2 separate regions of the Mus musculus genome follow, and region 2 is linked to region 1. Evidence: chromatin contacts called from public HiChIP or PLAC-seq data. All regions are on one chromosome and are shown on one strand. The core of a region is the stretch at or near the end of the contact, and the rest is flanking DNA. Distances in the headings are between cores, read along the strand shown.

Region 1 (6,091 bases), core at 1,801-4,300:
TGCAACCCTGAGAGCCTGAGCTTGGTCCCTGGAACCCACTTTCAGGTAGGACAGGCCTGACTACACAGTTGTCCTCTGACAGTCACACGCGTGCTGGGGCATGTGCACATCTCCCCACATACATCATACACATATTAATAAGAAATAATGCCGGGCAGTGGAGATACATGCCTTTAGTCCCAGCACTTGTGGGGCAGAGGCAGCCTGGTCTGCAGAGTGAATTCTAGGATAACCAAGGCTACACATAGAAACCTTGCCTCAAAAAACCAATAGATAGATAGATAGATAGATAGATAGATAGATAGATAGATAGATAGATAGATAGATAGATAGATAGGAAGGAAGTAATGTTTTTAAAAGAATTCAGTAAAGGCCCCATTCATTCAGAAAGTTTGCATTTGGATTGTTTAGGATGGGTGTGATCTTATTATTTTTTTTTATCCATTCTATAAGGCTGGAGAAATACTAGGCTCTAAAACCTTCGTGGCCTCAGGAACATCCTGTTTCTGAGCTTTAGAGTCCTCAGAAGGCACTTGCTAGGGAAGCAATGGCAACCTGAGTGGTCTCTGCCCAGGACAATTCTGGCTGAAAGACCTTGGCTCAGTCCTGCGCCCCATTTTCTATCCCAAGTCTCTCCTTTGTCTCGGTGGAATTTCTGTGCCTCCCGCTTCAGCCCATGGCTCTCTTTGTTCTGCCTTTCCAGGGTTCACCCTAAACTCATCAGACCATTAATTTGGCTCTATCTTGTCTTCTTTTCTGGAGAACCATCTCGTCTCTGTGTGGCCAGTACCCTAGACTCCTCAGCTCATGCTGAGCTAGTGCTGGTTATAAAGCTATCCAGTTTCCAAGATGGCCAATTTTCTTCTTATCAGATCGTCATTGTGAACTGCCAGCATCCCAGGCACTCCCCTGGACAGCAATGTCTTTGTGTAAGCCCTAGAGATTGTCGACAATACAGATGGACCATGTGGCCTTTTTCTGTGACAGCGACAGAGCTTTCTTAGTTGGGTGGCAGCTCTGGAGTGACTGACTTTCATTCTCAGATGTGTGAGCCAAAGCTAACCGCCAAACTAAGGAAGGCAGTTAGCTAAAGCCCTGGAGGAAGAATCAGGAGAGGCCTCTGTAGGAGAAGTGGGGGCTGGAGCACCATGGGCTTTGCTGTCTTATTTGAGCCTTGGAGGTTCTGGACTCTTCTTCCTTCCTGCCAAGCCTGCCTTCCTCTAGTATACAGGTAGAGGCCTTCCTCAGCTGCCTGGAGTTCTGTTCTATGTTGGGCATTCGAGTTAGCACAGTGGTCTCATGTAACAGAGATCCCTTGTAAGATCTGTCTTCTCTGCTTTTTTGAGACACTTCTCTGCTTTTGTTGTTGTTGTTGTTGTTGCCCTGGCAGGCCTACTTTGCTAAATAGACCAAGTTGGCCCTGAAGTCACAGAGATCTGCCAGCCTCTGCCTCTGAGTGCTGGAATTAAAGGCATGCACCTCCACATCAGGCAAGGGCTTTCTCTTAAAGCAATAATCGATAACATTTTTTTATATTTATTTATTTAGTTAGTTATTTTTTGAGTCAGGATTTCTCTGTATCGCCCTGGCTGTCCTGGAACTCACTTTGAAGACCAGGCTGTCCTTGAACTCAGAAATCCACCTGCCTCTGCCTCCCAAGTGCTGGGATTAAAGGCGTGTGCCACCATGCCCAGCTTGATAATCTTTTCGTTGCAGTGAATGACAGAGACTTTGCAACTTTAAGACATTCTGGAATAATCATTTCAGTTTCAATTAGTTCTCTAGGTGCTTTAGGTATGGGAGCTAAAACTGAATGAAATTTGTTTTCTGCCCTTCATTCATAGGCCATACATACATACATATAGATCATACACAGGCCATACATACATACATATAGATCATACATAGGCCATACATACATACATATAGATCATACACAGGCCATACATACATACATATAGATCATACATAGGCTGGTATTTGTACCTAGTCTTCCGATAGTCGCATTTTCCTTTACTCCTTACAAACAAATATGGCCATTTCATCCCTGGGTCACTGAAAGCCTTGAAACATGGTCAGGATGTGTGTGTGTGTGTGTGTGTGTGTGTGTGTGTGTGTGTCTCCATGTGCTAACCTAACTTTTAAAGAATGCACCACTCTGGCCATGTTAGTAAACACTCCTGGGGCTGGAGAGATGGTTCAGTGGTTAAGAGCACTGACTGCTCTTCCGAAGGCCCTGAGTTCAAATCCCAGCAACCACGTGATAGCTCACAACCATTCATAATGAAATCTGATACCTTCTTCTGGGGTGCCTGAAGACAGCTATAGTGTACTTACATATAGTAAGTAAATAAAATCTTAAAAAAACCAAAACACTCTTAAGCTTTTGATAACTGGTAATAACTATTTAAAATCTAGCATAGAGTATAAGCTTAGAAAACATTGCTGTGTTTCTACTTTGGCTGAGCCTGTGGCGGCTTGCTGGGGACAGCTTTGTCTAACCCGGCAGCCTTGGGTTAGCCTCACAGGTGGGCTCTGGAGAACAGAAAGCAGCTCTGAGTAGCTCTTGAGTTCCTTCCTTGCTTGCTTCCAATTTTGATTCCCTCACTGCTGGCTCTCATAGGAAGCCCTGGGTGGTAAAGAGATCAAATCAGGCCAGACATAGTGGCTCACGCCTTAATCCCAGCACTCGGGAGGCAGAGGCAGGCAGATTTCTGAGTTCGAGGCCAGCCTGGTCTACAGAGTGAGTTCCAGGACAGCCAGGGCTATACAGAGAAACCCTGTCTCAAAAAACAAAAACTTCAAAAAACAAATAAATCCCCCCCCCTTAGTTCTTCCTGCCACGTGGGGCTGCCTGCATCCTTCCCGTTCTCTGGCTTTCTCCTTCTGTCTGTCTCTTCCAGCCCAAAGCAGCAGCAGGACCGAATGAGTCCGTGGAGACCCTGCCAGCCACGCTCCCCACTTTTGCCCTTCCCTGCTGGCTGTATGTGTAGGTGGGGGCGGTAAACGAGGGCGACAGCATGGTGCCCGCCAACCCAGAGCCACGCGCAGTGCCTTCTGTTCCGAAGTAGGATCCGTCTCTCTCTACCCTCCTCCTCTTCCACTCTTCCTCTCCCATTTTAAATTAGCTGCTGAATTAATTAAATCCCGTTCGCTGATTAACATTCCTACGGGAAAGAATACAATGGGGATACTAAAGCAAGACTTCCTGTCCAGTCAGGCAAAGCGATTCAGAGATGAGAAGACTGGGATGGGGGATAAAGGGCAGACCAGGAAACCAATTTAAGACTGGAATGAAACCTGGGATGTATGAAAAGACAGGAGAATTCACGGGCCGAGTTAGAAAGGGAAAAAAAAAAGCATTGTTAACACCGGAGAAGTGGGAGTCTCTGGAGCCTCCCCAGGATAAGAGGTAGAAGCTGTGTCTGAGCGCTCACACGACAGACAGCCTGGGACAAACGGTCCAGAGATAGCTTGCTGCTTGACTATCTGCTAAAGAACTGAGTTTAGTTTTCAGAGGACTGCTTTAGGCCGGAAATAAGGGTGTCATTCCTCTTTGCAAGGTAGCGGGATACTACACTAGAAGTAATCGAGAGCAAGGCCTATTCGTCCCAAAAGATGAACAGCATCTTGAGGGCAGGGGCGTTGGCACCCAAGGAGACACAACCACTAGTCCCCTAGAGGCAAAGGCTAACTTACTTTGGCCATCTGGGCTCTACCCTGCTTCATTCTTTCTACATCACCCTTTCCTGGTGCTTCTTTCTATCATCTTCTGTCAGAGCTGGATGGGTGGCTCCTTGAAGACAGAAACCTGCTGCCTTAGGAAGATACAAATTGGCTAGGTGCGGTGGCACATTGCCTTCATCTCAGCATGACCTCTGTAATGTAAGTTCATGGCTAGTTTGGTTTACAAAGAGAGTTCACAGTGAGACCTCCAAAAACAAACAAACGAACGAACAAACAAAAAACAAAACAAAAACAAAACAAAAAAACAAGCAAGCAAGGATGCGAGCAAGCAAACAAAATATAAACAACACAATTCTAAAGATTGTATAGTAGCCGCTATTTAGTAAATTTATTGATTAGTATGCCACCATTTATGGAGCTGGGATCATTGCTCTAGAATCTGCGATATTTTTAAGTTGTGGTAAATATCCTCTGAAGAGAGTTGTTGTATGTTTGTCTTGTGCTAGGGATCAAACCCATGATCTTACTTACACACACTATAAGCAGATGCTACCCCTGAGCTGAACCGTCAACCCCCTACCTTGGCCCCCCTCTCTCTCTGTCTCTTTCTCTCTCTCTCTCTCTCTCTCTCTCTCTCTCTCTCTCTCTCTCTCTCTTCATTTTTCAAGACAAGGTTTCTCTGTGTGTGTAGCCTTGGCTGTCCTGGAACTAGCTTTGTAGATCAGGCTGGCCTCAAACTCACAGATATCTGACTTCCTCCCAAGTGCTAGGACTAAAAAGAATGCTCCCCCATTGCCCAGTGCTCGCCCTCTCTCTCTCTCTCTTAAAATTACAGAAAAGTATGATGACGTATAAGGTGTAATTATGAGTAGAGTAGATTCGGCATCTAAGGAGGAAAAGACTCCTAAAGAGGCCCAGGCTGAGGGGACAGGAGAGCAGGTGGAGGAGGAGCACTGTCCCCAGGTCTGGGCTCCTTTGCTTTGTTTCTGGACAGGCTCTTTCCGTCCGGCTGGTCCAGGCTGCTCTGCTTTCACCTGCCCCATCTGCTGGGACTTTGGGAGTGTGCTCCACACCCCATTTCCCTTTCTCTTCCTGCCATCTTACATTCTGGATTTATAATTTAGGACATGGATACAGATGGGCCTTTTACCCATTCAGCATGTTGCACTTTCCTATGCTATTAAAAAATAGTGAGAATAAAAACACACGTCATAAGCTGTGCGCAGTGGTGCATACTTTTAGTCTTAGCACTTGGGAGGCAGAGGAAGTCAGACCTCTGTGAGTTCAAGGCCAGCCTGGTCTACAGAGCGAGTTCCAAGACAGCCAGGGCTGTTACACAGAGAAATCTTGTAGCAACAAAACAAAACAACAATAACAACAACAAAAAGACATAGGTCACAGGCTGAGATAGAGGATTGCCAGATGTTTGAGACCAGCTGAGGTCTCAGTGTGACGTCTTGTCTCAAAGCAAAACAAAACAAAATACACAAGCAAAAATAAACTATTTTGAGTGAACATATAATACTTTATCAGGGATAAATAATAATTTGTAAAAACTATTTGTTAGACTTTAGAATGTTAGGTTTTTGTTGTTGGTTGGTTGTTATGAGATAGGGTCTTACTATGTAGGCTAGGCTGGACTTGAACCCAGAATCCTGCCTTAGTCTCCTAGGTAGCTGGATTATAGTCCGTGTCTGGTTTATTCCTAGTTTTGTTAGGATTTCTTTTCCTTCTGTGATAAACATGTACATCTTTATGTATAAAATTTCCTAAAATGGAGTTTCTGATGTGTGGATTGACTACAGTAGGCTGGCCTCGGGTGTTTCTTACTCTTTAATTTTGGATACGTGAAAATCTCAGACACTACAAAGGGAGTGCACTGAAACCTTTTTCCATGTTTTGTCCCTCACTGTTCTCTGTAGAAAATTCCATTCATGCATATACATCTGTGTTTTTATACAAACAGAGTGGTCAATCCCATGTTCCTAAAATTACAATGCAATCTACAGTGGAGTTGGGGAATGTTGGTATGAGGGATCCGCCTAACCATCACTCAGACATCGGTTCAAGCCAACTGAAAGTCTTTAATTGCCAGCCTGGGACTACACTGGATGTCCAGGATCCAGTGTGGTACTGAGCCTTTCTCAGGTGAGCTTTTAGGCACAAAATCACATCCTGGGTCGACACACCTTAGTTAACAAGAACAGCTGGCCAGAAGCAGAACTATAGAAGCCAAAGAGCAAGGTCAGTACATTTAGAGACCTTCCCAGAACTGTGGACCTTGTTGGATTAGTCTTTGTTCTTATTTGGCAGGTATTAAGGTCTACATGCTGGTGTCTTGGGTCTGAACGGTGTCTAAATGCCTGAAACATGGCATTGGTTGTGCTAAGGTCTGGCCGTCTGT
Region 2 (6,091 bases), core at 1,490-3,989, 480 kb after region 1:
GGACAGCGCCCCTGAAACCCAAGAGAACACGGCGAGCACAGTCCTGTGACAAACTGGAACCCGATAGGAGACAACCACCTGACCCTACAGGTGTCTGTGGTGAGACACGTCCCCTTTCCACTGACCTGTCAAACATGGCCCCTTCGAGCCCAAATATTGAGTGGCTGGCTCTCTTTGCCCAGAAAACAGGGTTCCCTGAATTTGTCCCCAGCAGGAACCAGTGAACCAGGAACAGACTGACAGCTGCTGAACACCCTCCCCAGCCTTCCGCGACATGTGCCTCATAAGGACTCAGGCCCCATCCACCCCTGCTCTCCCATCCCGTGCCAGCCCTCGTCCTACAGGGCAGCAGCACTAAGAAGGCATAGGGGAGCAGGAGTGGGGACTGGAAGGGAGGGAGTGACCTGAAGCAGGGAGGCTGTCACACCTGCCTGGAGCTGTCTCGACAGAGAGCTTTGGGCAGAGGCTGTCACTTCCCTGGGGGGAGGGTAAACCTCTGCCCCTCTATGCCCAGGGGCTCTCTCCCCACTTGTATAGAATTAAAAAAAAAATCACTGTCTGCCTCTGGTCTCTGCTGTGCAAGCTTTGCATTTTTCCCACACACACACCCTCTCCCCATGAGCCCCCAGGGTTTGGCCACAGTTGGGGAAAGTAAAGAACAGCTCAGGCATCTGAATGTGGGGTTCCAAGAGAAGATGGAATAGCAGAACGGCTGACAAAGGATGACAAGTCACGGGTTATTGCAGAATCAAGGCTGTAGAAGAGATGAATGCATCGGGGAAACACAGTGGTTTTCTGGCTTTTTGGAGGTTGTGCTAGGATTAGAAGATGGCAGTCATTGCACCAGGGAAGCCTGTAACATATTAATGTAACATATTAAATGCTACATTATCCTATGGGTACCCTTTTTAACATTTTATTTTATGTATGTGACCACATGTATGTGACCAGCATGCATGTGGAGGTCAGAAGACAACTTATGAGAGTCAGTTCTTTCTGTCTACTCTGTGGGTGCCCAGGATCAAACTCAGGTCCTCAGGCTCAGAGGCAGTAGCCTTTTCCTGCTGAGCTATAGGCTATGTCTCTCCTTTAGATTTTGTGTGTGTGTGTGTGTGTGTGTGTGTGTGTGTGTGTGTGTGTGTAGGCTACACGGGGGCATCAGATCACCCAGTACTGAGGTTACAGATGGTTGTGAGTCACCACGTGGGTTAGAAAGCCAATCCAGCTTCCTTGCAAGAGCAACAAGTGCTCTAACCACTGAGCCATCTCTCCAGCCCTCTGTAGATAAAACGTTTTTTTAAAAATCCTTTATTTTTATCTCATGTGCTTGGGTATCGTGCCTGTATGTATGTCTGTGCATGTAGTACCCACAGTGGCAAAAAGAGGACATTGGCGTCCTTAGGACTGCAGTTACAAGTGGTTGTGAGCAGCCATGTGGGTGGTGGGAGTTGATCCCAGGTTCTGGAAGAGCAACCAGCCCTCCTAACTGCTGAGCCCTCTCCCCAGCCCTGCCAGTGGATACTCCTAAATGAAAAGCCTCCACAATAGAGTGGCTTATACAGAACAGGTCTCTACAACATGAAAAGAAAATACTGTATTTATGTTAGCCATTTCTGGTATGGCCTAACAAATATGATCTTAAAAGTCAGGAACTCCCTCCAAACCTCTTTTGACATCCTGGATGCCTTCCTTGAAGTTCAGATTGCTTTATTCCTGCATTATGCCTCCATTTTACCCTGAACATAACTATGTGTTATAGTTAACAGCATTCATATTATCTTAACATTTCCGTGTGGGTCCTTCTATTTCATACATCTCTTCCTCCTCAGGCACAAGAGCTATCCTGACTAAGCCCCGGTACCTGACCAGTCTCTGGCACTCAGGAGGTAGTTAATACATAAGCAGTTTAAGGGACAGGGATGGCCGGCGTCCTAGTGAACACATCTGAGTATCCCCCACATCACCACGCCCAAATGTCTCCCCAGTGGCATTAGCAGTCCAGAAACTGCTCAGTTCCCCTGGGCTCTCTGTGAGTGACTAACTTCTGTTTCCTTAAGCTTTGTGCCTGACCCAGCCCCTCCCACAAAGATGTGGCCATAATGGTTGGATCTGGGGGGCGGGGGTGGGGCAGACCATCGGGTCTATCATGGTGATGTCCAGTCAATACGCGGGCTGTATGCTTACGATGAGATCCCATGTGGGGCCATTATGTTCGTGGTCCTCATTTCCCTACAAAAGGATAACTCGGGAACCGGATGCCATTTCCTGAGATTCAGTGTGGTGCATGATGGTTTTTTTTAAGGAGTATATGGATATCAACATTCTGTTGTATCCCAGGTTAGTGAGAGTAGGTGTCTGTGTGTGTGTCACAAGTACAGCCGAGTGTTCTTTTCTATGTAGCTACAAATATCCTTAACAAGTGTAGTACTGTTGAAAGTACTGTGAGAGTGTGTTTCCCAGTGCGCATCAGTGGGGCTATAACTGTCATGGTGTCACCGTGAGTTTATGTACTGGCGCCTGCGAGTGTCAAGATATGTGTGAGCCTGTGAGTCGTGGGTGCCGTGCGTCGCATCCTTCCTCCGTGTGGATGTGGATGTGTGTGTGTGTGTGTGTGTGTGTGTGTGTGTGTGTGTGTGCGCGTGCACGCACGTACCACTGCAATGTGTGTGTTTCTGTGATGCTGGGTGTGGGTGTGATGTGAAGGAGATGTATGTCACTGTGTCTGCGGGGGGGTCCTGCTTTGGGCCTGCCCCCAGCCCGCCCTCCTCCCTAGTACTGTGGCTCCCTCCCAGGCAGTGTCCCTGTCCCTCCCCTCTCCTTCCTCCCAGCCAGTCTGTGCAGGGGGGGGGGAGCTGGTGCTGCGGCCCCCCTCCTCCCCATCCAGGCCCCATAAATAGCAGCAGAACCGAGCCGGAGCTGGCGCCAGCGGCTGGAGCAGCGAGGAAGTCAGGGGCAGGGCGGAAGACTGCAGACTGGAGAGAGGAGACCCCCACTAAGAGCCCAGGTGAGCCCATCCTTCCTTCCTAATCCAGCCTGAGTCCTGCCTTCCCTGGCCCAGTCTCCATAACAACATCTCCTCTAGCTCTCAGAGAAGTCACCAGCCACCCCTACCTGATCCCCTCTCCACCACATGCCCCTGCCTACCTCACGGGCTCCACGTTAACTGAGACTTGTGGCTGGAAGTCACTGAGAGCCGCAGCCCAGACCCTCCCTCGCATATCTATAAAGCTTTATCATCATTTGGGAGGCTGGCTGGTAACCAGCCAGGGAACGGTCCTGGTTCTGACAGAGACACGGGACTGTCACACCCTCCTGGAGAGGGACACAGGACAGAGGGGGACAGACAGAGGGTGGGGTACTCAGGCACACCAGTGGACACTCACTCAGGAAGCATGGCATGGATCAGATAGCTTCACCCTGAGATCTGGACAGGCACAGAGAGCTGGGCTGTCCAGCCATGAACTCGGGGCCGGCATACCCCTGTCTGCTGCTGCCTGAGGCTTGGTGACTCTGCTGGGGGAGGGTGGTGCGCATGCATCCCACGGGCAGCATGGTGGGGGCCATGGCTCCCCCAAAACCCTGTCGCTAAGAGACAGTGCCTGTGTTGCCAAGAAGTGTGAGAACAGGGGAGGTGGGGAGGACTGTGGGCTTGTCAAGCACCCGAGGAGCTCACAACAGAGCCCGAGTCCTGATTCTCCCTCCCCAAGCCCACCACCTATCTCTCCTATCAGCCAACCAGACAGTGAGTAGGGGACTCTAAGACAGCAGGGCAGTTTTACACAGACCTTTCCACTGCCAACCTGTCTCCTCCTGTCCACTGCAGACTCCTTCCCTGAGGCCCACCCTCTTCAGACCTCCAGGGCATCCCCACCCTCTTCCCCACCCCCTTGCCCTAGTTTGGTTCCCTGGTGCCAAGACTGAGTGCAGCACTGGCTCATAGACCAGTCGGGAAATAGCAGAAGGTGCTGAGACAGCAGTAAGCAGAAATCAATCGATGGCCTAGGAGCCGAGGCTGCCAGGAACCCACTTCTATCCCAGTCCTCCAGTCTTTTCCAGCCCCATCCATGACACCTAGGCTGGCAGAGTGACAGAGGCACGGGACTCTGGACTCCTGCTCTTTGCTGCTTAAAGCATCAAGGAAGTCAACCAGGGCAGGGGAAGAGCTTGTCCTTAGGACCCCAGGACCTCAAGAAGAAGAGCAACGGGTGGGTCCAGGACCCCCAAGAGACAAACTCCTCCCCTCTCGGTCCAGGTTGTCTGTTCTTTCCCCCACAGTGCCATGTCGGACCCAGAGATGGGATGGGTGCCTGAGCCCCCGGCCATGACCCTGGGAGCCTCTCGAGTGGAGCTGCGGGTGTCCTGCCATGGCCTGCTGGACCGAGACACGCTCACAAAGCCGCATCCATGTGTGCTGCTCAAACTCTACTCGGATGAGCAGTGGGTGGAGGTGAGGGCAGCTTGGTGGGGTTCGCCTTGACTAACCTTCCTTTAACCTAAAAAGGAGGGAGGGTAAAGGGGAGCAGAGTAGGGATGGGGAACGTGATGATTCCAAAGGACCTTTCCTACCTGTGCGGATAACCTCGAACATAAACATGCCAACATAATAATAAGCCCAAGCCATTTTAACCAGAAGTTCAGAGCCCTAGAGGGCTGAGGTCTAGTAGTCCAGCAGTACCCCAGATTCAGAAGTCAGCTAAGAAAGAAAGAAAGAAAGAAAGAAAGAAAGAAAGAAAGAAAGAAAGAAAGAAAGAAAGAAAGAAAGAAAGAAACTAATTGACGGGTTTACAGAATCCTAGGAGAGCTCATGCGCACAGGAAGTACCAGACAGGGACAAGTGGCCTCAGTCCCCAGAGGGTCCTTATCCCTCCCGCTGCAGGTGGAACGCACGGAGGTGCTTCGCTCCTGTTCAAGCCCAGTCTTCTCCCGGGTGCTGGCCATTGAATACTTTTTTGAAGAGAAGCAGCCTTTGCAGTTCCACGTGTTCGATGCCGAGGATGGAGCCACCAGCCCCAGCAGCGACACCTTCCTCGGGTCTACGGAGTGCACCTTGGGCCAGGTCTGCATTCCAACTCAGTCCCTACGTTGTCTAACTTGCCATCAGCTTCTGCCTCCAGAGCCAAACTAAGAGAAAGGAGCTCTTTCTGAGGCTGGATCCCTCCCTCCCATGGGCTGTGTACCCTTGGACAAGATGCTTAACCTACTTTTCCCATTTGAAGAGGGGGGCAGATGTAGTGTTCCTTTTGTTATTATTGCTGTCGTTGTATTTGGTGCTGGGAATTGAACCCATGGCTGAGCAGGAACTCTGCCACTGAACTGCACTCCCCTCCCCTCCACTCCTCTCTTCAGGCTGCTGTAGAAATTGAATCCACCTTATCCTGATCAAAGGGCCAACCTTATGGACTCTATAGCCTTGGCCAGGGCAGATGCATACACTACAGCCACACTCCCCTCTACCTCTGTCTTTAGATTGTGTCACAAACCAAGGTCACTAAGCCATTACTGCTGAAGAATGGGAAGACGGCGGGCAAGTCTACTATCACGGTAGGCAAAGTCACTCTTGGGTCAAGGTTCAGTGTCCCCATATGGACATCCATTGTGATACTGTGCTGATGGCCACCTTTATTTATGGGAAGCGTATATGGGGTGGGGGTGGGGACTCATAATCCTCTGTCCCTTCTACAGATTGTGGCTGAGGAGGTATCAGGTACCAACGACTATGTGCAACTTACCTTCAGAGCCCACAAGCTGGATAACAAGGTCGGAACCCCAGAGTCCACGCCCATCCACGCCCCATTAGAGAGAGCCATAGGCTTCCTGCCACAAACAGACCCCAGGCTCCCAGACCAGTTCTCTTCTCAGTGTTACCTGCCTTCTCATCCCTCCTCCAAGATCACACCAGCCTCACACGCCCTTCCCCCGCATCTCCAGGATCTGTTCAGCAAGTCTGACCCCTTCATGGAGATTTATAAGACCAATGGAGACCAGAGTGACCAACTGGTCTGGAGGACTGAGGTTGGTGCGCAGGGGTATGGGATGAAGGTGGACAGATTACAGTAAAAACCTTAGACAGTTGGTGACAAGGTCCCTCGTA

What was found. HiChIP or PLAC-seq counts read pairs in DNA pulled down with a chosen protein or histone mark.
Region 2: an H3K4me3 HiChIP or PLAC-seq map of forebrain shows a contact between it and region 1, with 3 times the contacts expected there. The contact joins the promoter of Cpne6 here to the enhancer-like site in region 1. A contact is called at or near these places in 12 of 39 promoter capture datasets (the 3T3-L1 cell line, 3T3-L1-derived adipocytes, the HPC-7 cell line and 6 more), 1 of 484 Hi-C or Micro-C datasets (the N1E-115 cell line), 4 of 115 datasets of contacts at active chromatin or transcription factors (embryonic basal ganglia, embryonic hindbrain, embryonic stem cells and 1 more) and 1 of 9 other capture datasets (embryonic stem cells).

The regions. Positions count from the first base shown.
Region 1 is chr14:55,029,876-55,035,966 of GRCm38.p6, forward strand. No RefSeq gene overlaps it. Among named protein-coding and RNA genes, the nearest start is that of Ngdn, 17 kb to the left of the region's middle. Within about 2 kb of position 3,051, at least 24 of the 459 cell types and tissues checked have an H3K27ac peak or open chromatin away from gene starts, as enhancers often do. A contact at or near this core is called in the N1E-115 cell line, forebrain, hippocampal neurons and 1 more, where this site is marked.
Region 2 is chr14:55,507,706-55,513,796 of GRCm38.p6, forward strand. It overlaps Cpne6 (copine VI), which reads left to right and starts at 2,740. Exons shown (of 17, transcript NM_001360193.1): 1 at 2,740-3,004; 2 at 4,276-4,447; 3 at 4,877-5,056; 4 at 5,467-5,541; 5 at 5,683-5,757; 6 at 5,929-6,012. The coding sequence starts at 4,280. Carmil3 (capping protein regulator and myosin 1 linker 3) reads left to right here. Exons shown (of 40, transcript NM_001374104.1): 39 at 1-99; 40 at 212-559. The coding sequence ends at 240.